2 separate regions of the Mus musculus genome follow, and region 1 is linked to region 2. A link is a contact called in public Hi-C data. All regions are on one chromosome and are shown on one strand. Each heading gives the region's core, a stretch centred on a gene start, on an enhancer-like site or on the middle of the called end of the contact. The rest is flanking DNA. Distances are from core to core; before and after follow the strand shown.

The links. Hi-C and Micro-C count contacts between places; a contact is called where the count stands out from the background.
Region 1: a contact with region 2 is called in a Hi-C map of B cells, with 5 read pairs. The contact joins the promoter of Rmi2 here to the promoter of Usp7 in region 2. A contact is called at or near these places in 1 of 39 promoter capture datasets (embryonic stem cells), 1 of 484 Hi-C or Micro-C datasets (B cells) and 1 of 115 datasets of contacts at active chromatin or transcription factors (large pre-B cells).

Annotation. Positions count from the first base shown.
Region 1 is chr16:10,832,478-10,837,035 of GRCm38.p6, reverse strand. Rmi2 (RecQ mediated genome instability 2) reads right to left here and starts at 1,977. Exons shown (of 2, transcript NM_001162932.1): 1 at 1,646-1,977. The coding sequence starts at 1,946. It also overlaps the pseudogene Gm17913.
Region 2 is chr16:8,736,111-8,740,575 of GRCm38.p6, reverse strand. It overlaps Usp7 (ubiquitin specific peptidase 7), which reads left to right and starts at 2,234. Exons shown (of 31, transcript NM_001003918.2): 1 at 2,234-2,372. The coding sequence starts at 2,291.

The sequences.
Region 1 (4,558 bases), core at 728-3,227, 2.1 Mb before region 2:
ATATACATTTCATACATCAGGATTTTTTTGTAGACATGTCAAAATGTAAAACATAGGCCAGATATAATGGCGCACGCCTTTAATCCCAGCACTGGGGAGGCAGAGGCAGGCAGATTTCTGAGTTCGAGGCCAGCCTGGTTTACAGAGTGTAAACCCAGGACATCCAGGGTTACACAGAGAAACTCTGTCTTGGAAAAAAAAAAAAAAATAGCCTAGGTCAGAGACCCTGACTCTGCCTCTAGACAGAATTCAAGACTTTCTGAGCAGGAAGCATTCTTTAGAGAGGCAGGGCTGATTTTTACAGAGAAGGAAGCCATGGAAAGGCAGGCCTGCTGAATCTGTAGGCTTCCTTTAGAAGTCTCCTGGAGCCTGTGTTGAAGCTTCAGAGTCAAGTATAGGCAGGCCTTGTCTATCTGGGTCACAGGTGCAACCACGCAGTTCACGAGGCCCTGTGTATGATATGTGTTTCCTAATGAGATGAGGCTCCAGGTACCTGATGCCGGTCTCAGAACATCTGCTTCTCAGAACACACAAGTGCCAGGCATTGGACCAGATGCTAGAGTCAAGCTATCAGAACCACAGTGCAAGAACTGCAGTAGCTCAAAGGGCAGCCTCAAACCCTGCAATATCAGCATCTCCTTAGAGGGTATTAGAAACAACTCTTAAGACTCAGAAAACCTGCTGGGCGTGGTGGCACATGCCTTTAATCCCAGTACTAGGGAGACAGAGGTAGGTGGATTTCTGAGTTCGAGGTCAGCCTGGTCTACAAAGTGAGTTCCAGGACAGCCAGGGCTATACAGAGAAACCCTGTCTCGAAAAAACAAACAAACAAACAAACAAACAAAAATATGAGTACAGACTTAGGGCTGGGATTGCTTGCGTAGCATGCACAAAGCCCCCAGTTTGATTCCCAGCAGCGTATGAACCAGATGGAGCAGCATATGCCTAGAATCCTAGCACTCAGGAGATGGAAGCAGGAAGCCCGGGTGTCCAAGCTACACAATGAATTTTAGGTCAGTCTAGGCTAGACACTGCCTTAAAAACACACACACACACACACACACACACACACACACACACACACAGAGAAAAAGACAAGCAGACATTTCCTGAGAAATTATTTTCAAAACATACGGGGAAAAATGAGAAAAACATCTACAGGGATAGAACTGTGACACAGAATTGCAAGGCTCAAAACTGGGAAGGTGGGATAGCCTCGGGAACCTACAGGCGTTTTAGTAGATGTACTTGTTTACTATTCTCGCTGTCTGGGTTAAACCCAAGGACTCATCAATGTTAGGAAGTGCTCCCACCCCAGGCCCTCTTTACTTTTTGTTCTGAGACAGGCTCTCACTGAGTTGCCTTACGTTGGCCTTAAACTCACTTCGTAGCTCAGTCAGGCTTTGAACTTTGCCATCCTCCTGCCTCAGACTCCTAGTATTGGGATGGAAGATGTGTACCTCCAGGCCCGGCTGGAACCTACATCTTAGAAAGCGGGGATAGGTGTTGCTGTCATCCAAGAGGATGGGTGGGGAGTCACTTGACAGGGGCTGGGCCAGGAAGGAGGGCTAGAGCCTGGAGGTGGGACCGCCCCGCCCCGCCCCGCCCCGGGGAGGACCTGCAGAGCCGGTCCCGCCCACGTTACCTGGGAGGAGGCAGGGCCGGCCGCGTGGTACGCGCTCCAGGCCGCGCACAGAGAAGGCTCCGCTCGAGTCGCGCAGCCGGGCCTGGCCGCCTTCCGCCGCCAGCACGGTACCCTGCATCCACACGGCCACCAGCTCCAGCGGAGCGCGGCCCACCGCCGCCCGCGACAGCCGCCACGCGCCCGGGCCACCCTCTGCGTGCCGCCGCAGCTGTCCTGCCAGTACCTTGAGTGGCGGCAAGCGCGGCAGCCGCACGGCCCCGGGGCCACCGGAGGACAGCGACTCGGACGCCGCAGCCGCCATGCTGCGCCACCACCGCTTTCCCGCCAACTCTGACGGACGGCGGGGGTTTGGCGAGCGGCAGCCAATCAAGAGCGCGCCTGCCCGAGGCAGCCAATGGATGGGGGCGGGACAGCCGCGTAACCGCCAGAAGCTGAAAGATTCAACTGAATTAAATAGAAAATAGATACGCTAACAAATGCAGGGAGATACGGAATTTCCTCTCCTAAGGAAGAGCAACGATTTAAGCCATATGTCTCCGTTCCAGTTTACTAAAAAATAAGACGCACTCAACAGTAGTTGTAGATGATCGATTAATTTTAAGAGCCGAAATAAAATGTGCACCCTTAGCAAAACATTACCACACGAAAAGCCGAGATGCAAGTAGATCCCTTGGACCTTTTTGATACGAAATCACATCTACACACAGGAGAGAGAGTTCCAGAGGAATAGTTTAAGCATGGCCCCAAACACAAATTTATGAATGGATTGGTTGTACTCTTTTAATACCTCAGAGATGACGCTGAATATGCGCTGCGCTGGTAACTTTGGTTAAGATATCAAGCATCTTTAGAAATTGGTCTTGTGCCCAGACTACACACACACACACACACACACACACACACACACACACAGTATTCCTGAAATTATAAGAGTTTTATCAGGGGAAATCTTTAAAAAGAAAATAAATACACTTATTTGAATTTAACGATTAAAAAAGTATCAAAACAAATTTTGGTGGTTCACACCTATTTAACTCTAGCACTCACCAGGGCTGGAAGATGAGTTCAAGGTCATCTTTAGCCACAGAGTGAATTGGAGTCCAACCTGGTATACAAGAGCCCTTCCTGGAAACACCATAACAAGTAAATTAAACAATTTCCTCTTTCAGTTCGGGATATTGCTCTATAGGAGAGTGTTTACCTAGCAAGAATGCTCACCAGGCAAAATCACTTGCCACCAAATCTGATATCAGATCAGAGTTCCATTCCCAAAACCCATGTGAGAATTAACTCCCATAAATTGTTCTCTGACTTCCACAAGTGCGCTGCGGCACACGTGCATCCTGGTAAGTTATTCTCTGCTGGTGAAATGAGTCAATTCAAGCCAAATCGAAGTACGCAAAGGCAGGCTTATGGGGAAGCCGCTCTTGGGTCGGTTCTCTGGTCCCAAGGAAGGAGGCCAGGGAAGTCGACATGGGGAGGAAGACAGAGGGGAGGGGGTAGAGAAAGAGTGTGCATGTGCTGGGAGAGAGAGAGAGAGAGAATGCAGAGAGGGAGAGAGAGAGAATGCAGAGAGGGAGAGAGAGAGAATGCAGAGAGGGAGAGAGAGAGAATGCAGAGAGGGAGAGAGAGACAGGTGGGTATACAAGGTGCAAGGTAGGAACTAAGGGATGCTGGAAGGATGGGAGAACCTGGAGATGAAGTCCACTTTGGTTTGTAAAAAATGCACCTCAGCTGTTTGTCCCAAGTCTGAATCCTAACTCTTCCCACTACACACACACAGTAAATAAATGCAAAATATCTTTAAAAACACAAACAAACAAACAAAACTTGCCACCTTTGAGTGACTAATTTATCACTAAGTCTTCTTCTTCTTTTTTTTTCCTTCTCCGAGACAGGGTTTCTCTGTGTAGCCCTGGCTGTCCTGGAACTCACTCTGTAGACCAGGCTGGCCTTGAACTCAGAAATCCGCCTGCCTCTGCCTCACAAGTGCTGGGATTAAAGGCGTGCGCCACCACTGCCCGGCTATCACTAAGTCTTCTTACACAGTGTAGTATTCTGAGATCAGCAATACTGAACACTGAACTAAAAACCCATGTTTGTGATTGATTACAGCTGATCAGGAAATGATAAATGTACGAGGTGGCCTACCAATTACTTTGTGTGATCATTATACAAAGTTCATAGGTATCAAAATATCACAGTCCTATCAACAGGCACAACTAATTACATAATAGGAAATTTATGCTATTAAAATTCTCTCCCTTGTATAGTTTTGTTGCCTGCATGTATGTCTGTGCAAGGGTGCCAGATCCTGGAGTTAAAGACAGTTGTAAGCTGCCTTGTGGGTGCTGGGAATTGAACCTGGGTCCTCTGGAACAAAGAGCCAGCCCCTTCCTTCGTTTTTTTGTTTTGTTTGTTTAGGTTCGTTTTTTGTGTCTTGGGACAGGCTTTCTCTAATAGCCCTGGCTCACTCAATAGACCAGACTGTCCTCAGATGAAGGTGTGTGCCACCACTGCCTGACTACCCATCCCCCACCTTCATCATTTTAATAACAAATACATGCTAGGTCCCAAAGAAACCCAGGACCAGAGGCAAACCAAGGTACTATTAACTTATCAAAGCAGATGCTAGCCAGTAGAAACCTGTGGCTCCTCCCAGTGTTCCTTGCCCCTCCCCTCCCCTAAACCTCTGCTGCCCAGATGCGGGGGGGGGGGGGGGGGGGGGGGGGGGGGGGGGGCGCTTCCCGTCCCCCAGCTTACATCGCTATAAAATCCTGCCATTTTGGTTCCTAGCCCTCTTGGTTTATTAGTCTATAGCCACCTCCGCCTTTTCACTTTCTCTTTCACTCCCCCCACCTCCCTTGACCGGGTGTACTCTGCTGACCACGTTTAGTCTGGACTCTTCCAGAT
Region 2 (4,465 bases), core at 985-3,484:
CGTGAGCATGAGTGGAAGTCAGAGGACTATTGAATCAGTTCTCTTCTACCATGTGGGGCTCAAGGATCTCACTGGTCAGGCGTGGTGGCAACAGCCTTTACCTGCTGAGCCTTTTGCTGGCCCCAAGTAGAGTGGAAAATTTTATACCTGACCTTGTACGGGGTTGCAGTCAAATACAAAATTCTGTATAAGATTATGTATAAGGTATCTCAGAAATATATGGATTTTACCTTGATTTGGGTTCTGTTATCAAAGATACCTCCTTTTATGTACAGTCAAAAATTCCCCAGACTGAGATGTGAAACACTTCTGGTTCCAGGCACATTAGATAAAAGATACAGAACCATCTCTCCTTTATCCACTTTGGGTTTTTTCCCCCTTTAAGTAAAAAAAAAAAAATTACATGTACATATATTTATTTGAGTGTGTGCGCTTTTGCAGCATGCACAGTGGAAACCAGAGGCCAACTTGCTGGAATTCAGGTCATAGGACTTGGTGACAGCACCTTTGCCCACTCTGCCATTTTGCTGGCCTCTGTTTAGGTTTTGAACTTCAGCAAGGGAAGTTGGGTTGACTGGTGTCCTAAGGCAAGATAGCAAATTGTTGCATTTTTTTTTTCCTGGACTAGCTGGTTATTTTCCTTGCAAGTCATGAAGTGCTAGAAAAGGCTCTTTTTTTATTATTACTAATTAATTTTTTGTGAAAGCAAGTTGTTCAATAGTATTTGCAGTACGACTATCCCAACCCCCTGCACCCAACTCTGGGTGACCTTGGGAAGGAGGAAGGGGCAGGTTTCTGGTGAATCAGGTGCCTTTGGGACCTGGTAGGAGGAAGTTCCTTGATGGGAAGCGTTCAGGCCAAGATGTTCTTGTTTTGTTGTTGATTTGTTTGAGTCCTGGTTGGCTTGGCCATGCCTCCAATTCGAAGAGATCCTACTGCCTCAGCCTCTGCCTCCGCCTCCCAAATTCTGGGATTAAAAAGGCATGTGCTACCCCCCCCCCCCCAAGTCAGTTGGCGCTTAGGCCTTAAATCAATCAGATTTTCCCTCTTCAAATTTCTTGTATTGAAAAGTTCGCTTTTAAAAAAATTTGACTCCTAAAACTTAGAAAGGTAGACGCAGGAGGATCAGGTGTCCATCAAGCACCATGAAAAGTTCCAGGCCAGCTTGGACTACCCGAGAGACTCTTTCCCAGTGGACGATCGTGGCCAACCTGATCTCCTAGAGAGGAAATAAATGAATGCTGGGATAGGTGAGAGCCGAAGGACTACACTTTGCCTTATTGGATCTAGGGTGCAAAAGAGTTAAGTTTCCCACGTATTTGCCCGGGTGAGAATCCCGGGGCCGGTTACGGGCCGTAAAACGGCGCCGCGCCTTGGGCTCCTTGTCCAGCCCAGTTCCCGCGAGCACCCCTACCCTCAGCCGGAGCCCCGCGGCCCTGGGCTGCGCTCCGCTGCCTCACAGAGGAGACCCCGGCGCCCCGCTCCAGCAGGGCTGGCGGGCGGGCGGCCGGCGCGCGGGGTGGGTGCTCCTCGGTGGCGGCGGGCGGGCCGCTCCCTGCTCCGCCTCCCGCTCCGCCTCCCGCTCCGCCCGCCGCCCGCCCTCGTCTCGTTCGCTCCGCTCTCGCCCCCCATGCGGATGTGACATTTCACGCCGCCGCCATTTTGAGAGCGAGCTGAGCCGAGCCGAGCCGCCGGGCGCCGCGTCCGCTGCCGGAGCCCCGACGACGACGCCGAGGAGGCGGAGGCCTCAGCGCCCCGAGCGCGGCCAGCCGGTCACCCGCCCGCGCAGCCTCAGCGGTCGCCGCCGCAGCCCACACCCGGGCCCGCAGGCTCGCCGCGGCCCGCCCGGCCTCCAGCCTTCCGCGCCCGGTCCGAGGCGGGGCTGACTACGCGGCCCCCGCCCGGCCGCCCTCCGCCCCCGGCCGGCCCGCGGCCCCGCAGCCCCGGCCCCGGCGGCGGGAGGCGGGCCCTGCGGCGGCGGCGGCGGCGGCGGCAGCGGCGGCCGCAGCGAGCGAGGAGGCCGCCCGGCTCGGCCCGCCGCCGCCCGCCCGCCTCGGCGCCGAGATTGGGCGAATCGCGAGCAAGTACGTGCGCGTCTCCCTGCCGCCGCCGCCGCCGCCGCCGCCCGCCGCGGGCCGCCCCGGGGCCGCCGCCGCCGACGACGCGCGGGTAGGAAGAGGAGGAGGCCGCCCCGCCGCCGCCGCCGCCGCCGCCTCTGCTAGCAGCCGCCCGCCCGCCGGGCCCGCAGCCCGGGCCTCCGGCCGCAGGCGAGGCCCAGGCCGCGGCCGACATGAACCACCAACAGCAGCAGCAGCAGCAGCAGAAAGCGGGCGAGCAGCAGCTGAGCGAGCCCGAGGACATGGAGATGGAAGGTGAGGCCCGCAGCGGGGCCGGCGCTTTCATTGTGGTCCGGGCGGCCGCGGGAGCCACGCGAGGGCCTCGCCATCTTTAACCAGGCCGGGCTGCCGCTCGGCCCCGCTCGGCCCGGCGCTTTTGCCGGGCCGGGGCTGCACAGTCATGCGGCCCGGCGGGGGGTGGCCCCGGACCCCCGAGTTCACGCATTGTGCAGCGCACGGGCTGCTGGGCACAAAGCGCCGGAGTCGTAAATTAGGATCGAGGTGTGTTGGCTCCGGGTACCCAGGTTGGGAGGCGGGCCCCGGGGACCGTCCTCTTTCCGGGGTGTGTGGCTCTGGCCAGGCTGGTTGGGCCTGCTCCCCGGCCCCTGAGCTCTTGGGGTGGGTATGGGAGCGGGTGCGCAGGTTCCCCTGCACCTGCTTCTGAACGCGCCCCCGGAGAGCCTCCCCCCAATAACTTCCGAGCGCTCTGCCGGGCGTCGCGCTTAATTGCGGAGACACCTGCAAGGCGCGCAGCTGCCCTCAGCCTTTGGACTTGCTGGGAAAGTACTCAGGTTCGCCTAGTTTATAAGTTACCTGGGCTTGTGGAGGAGTTTGGGTACCTGGCTGTAGGTGGTGCCGTCCACGTCCGGCTAAAAAGTGTGCTTGAAACTATGGAGTTCCGCCGCACATGGCTGGCCTACTGCAGAAGCAGATTAAGTTCTGGAGGTAACTATGTTTTCTACCGGAGCCGCAGGAATTTATCTTGGTACTGGATTTTATACTGTTTGTAGAGCTTCGCTATCAAGGTTTGCTGTGAAAGCGCAGTGGAGGGACTCTGGCTTCGGGATCTCATGCTGGGTTGGTCATTTTCTTTTCTTTTGACTTGGTACTTTAAGTGAAGGCAGTATGCGCGGTTACCTGCCCTAAAGGGGTCAGACAGGCAGGAATCCCAGTGAGGGGCAATGAATGGACCGTTCAGCAAGTGATAGTGGCTTTCATAAATGAATGAAGGTTCCTAGGAAGTTGGGGTAAAACTGTATTTGTTGTGTATGATGTAGCATGCTCTAGGCTAGGAATACTGACTCTTGACCCCCCCTGTGAATAACTTGATGGTGATCAGTGGGAATCAAACAATTGTCTGACCATGCAGCAGAGGGAAAAAGGCCCTAGGGGGCCGGGGGAAGGGGGAAGCTGAAGTTCATGCCAAGGACTAGGCTGTTTCTCTTGGCCTCAGCAAATCAGTAATTTCAGAGTGTCTGGCAAGTGCGATTAAACCAAATAGCTGATGGAACTCACCTTTGGGAGATTAGTGTACTCCTTTTATGCTATAATTTCATGCACGTCTAAAGTGGAGAGTTGCTCGGAACGTGAACATCCGTTTTCCTTTCAAGTCTTCCTCACTGCTCCTCTAGGGCTTTGTGAGAATAAGATTGGACAGCGCTGGGGGGGGGCATATTTCTGATACAGACTGTATCTGGAAAAATGTCTATGTCCAAAGTTTTGACGAGATTAGGGTGGTGGAAGATCTTCACAGGTTTTTTTACCCATGATATCCTGGGCTTCATGCTTGCTTCCCAGAGTTTTCTCGTGAAACTTTCATTTTCTATCAAAGTTAGTATTTGAGTTTTAGTGTTTAATGGGTGTTGTGGCTTTCAGTTTTCTATTCTTGCGCTAATTCTGTAGAAAATGCAGTCTTTCAGGGCTGTGGCCATGTGAGCTAGTATAGTGCTTTGGTGTGGGAGTGCACGTTAGACAGTCTTATTTTAGCTTTGCACTCCGCAAATAGGGTACTGTGCTGTTGTCAATTAGGATCAGGAAGGGTTGATAACTTCTTCCAAAGTCCAGAATAGCCGAATTTAGAGTTAACAACTTCGGTAGGTCTCACAAGCCGGGCTGCAAATGGGATCTAGACCGGAGCTAATGGCTAGCACCATTATTTACTTGGGTTTGGTAGAGCCAGCAGCTGGAGGGGGTCAGAGCTATGACCAGCTTGGGAAGGAAGGCTTTGTGAGGCGTATCCTGTCTGCCTTCCCTCTAGGGCAGGGTGGTTTCGATGGAGAGGGAAGCTGGGAGACTGGTTCTGTTGGTTGTAATTTCCCCTCCTATCGGTAGTCAGGGCTAGTATGCTA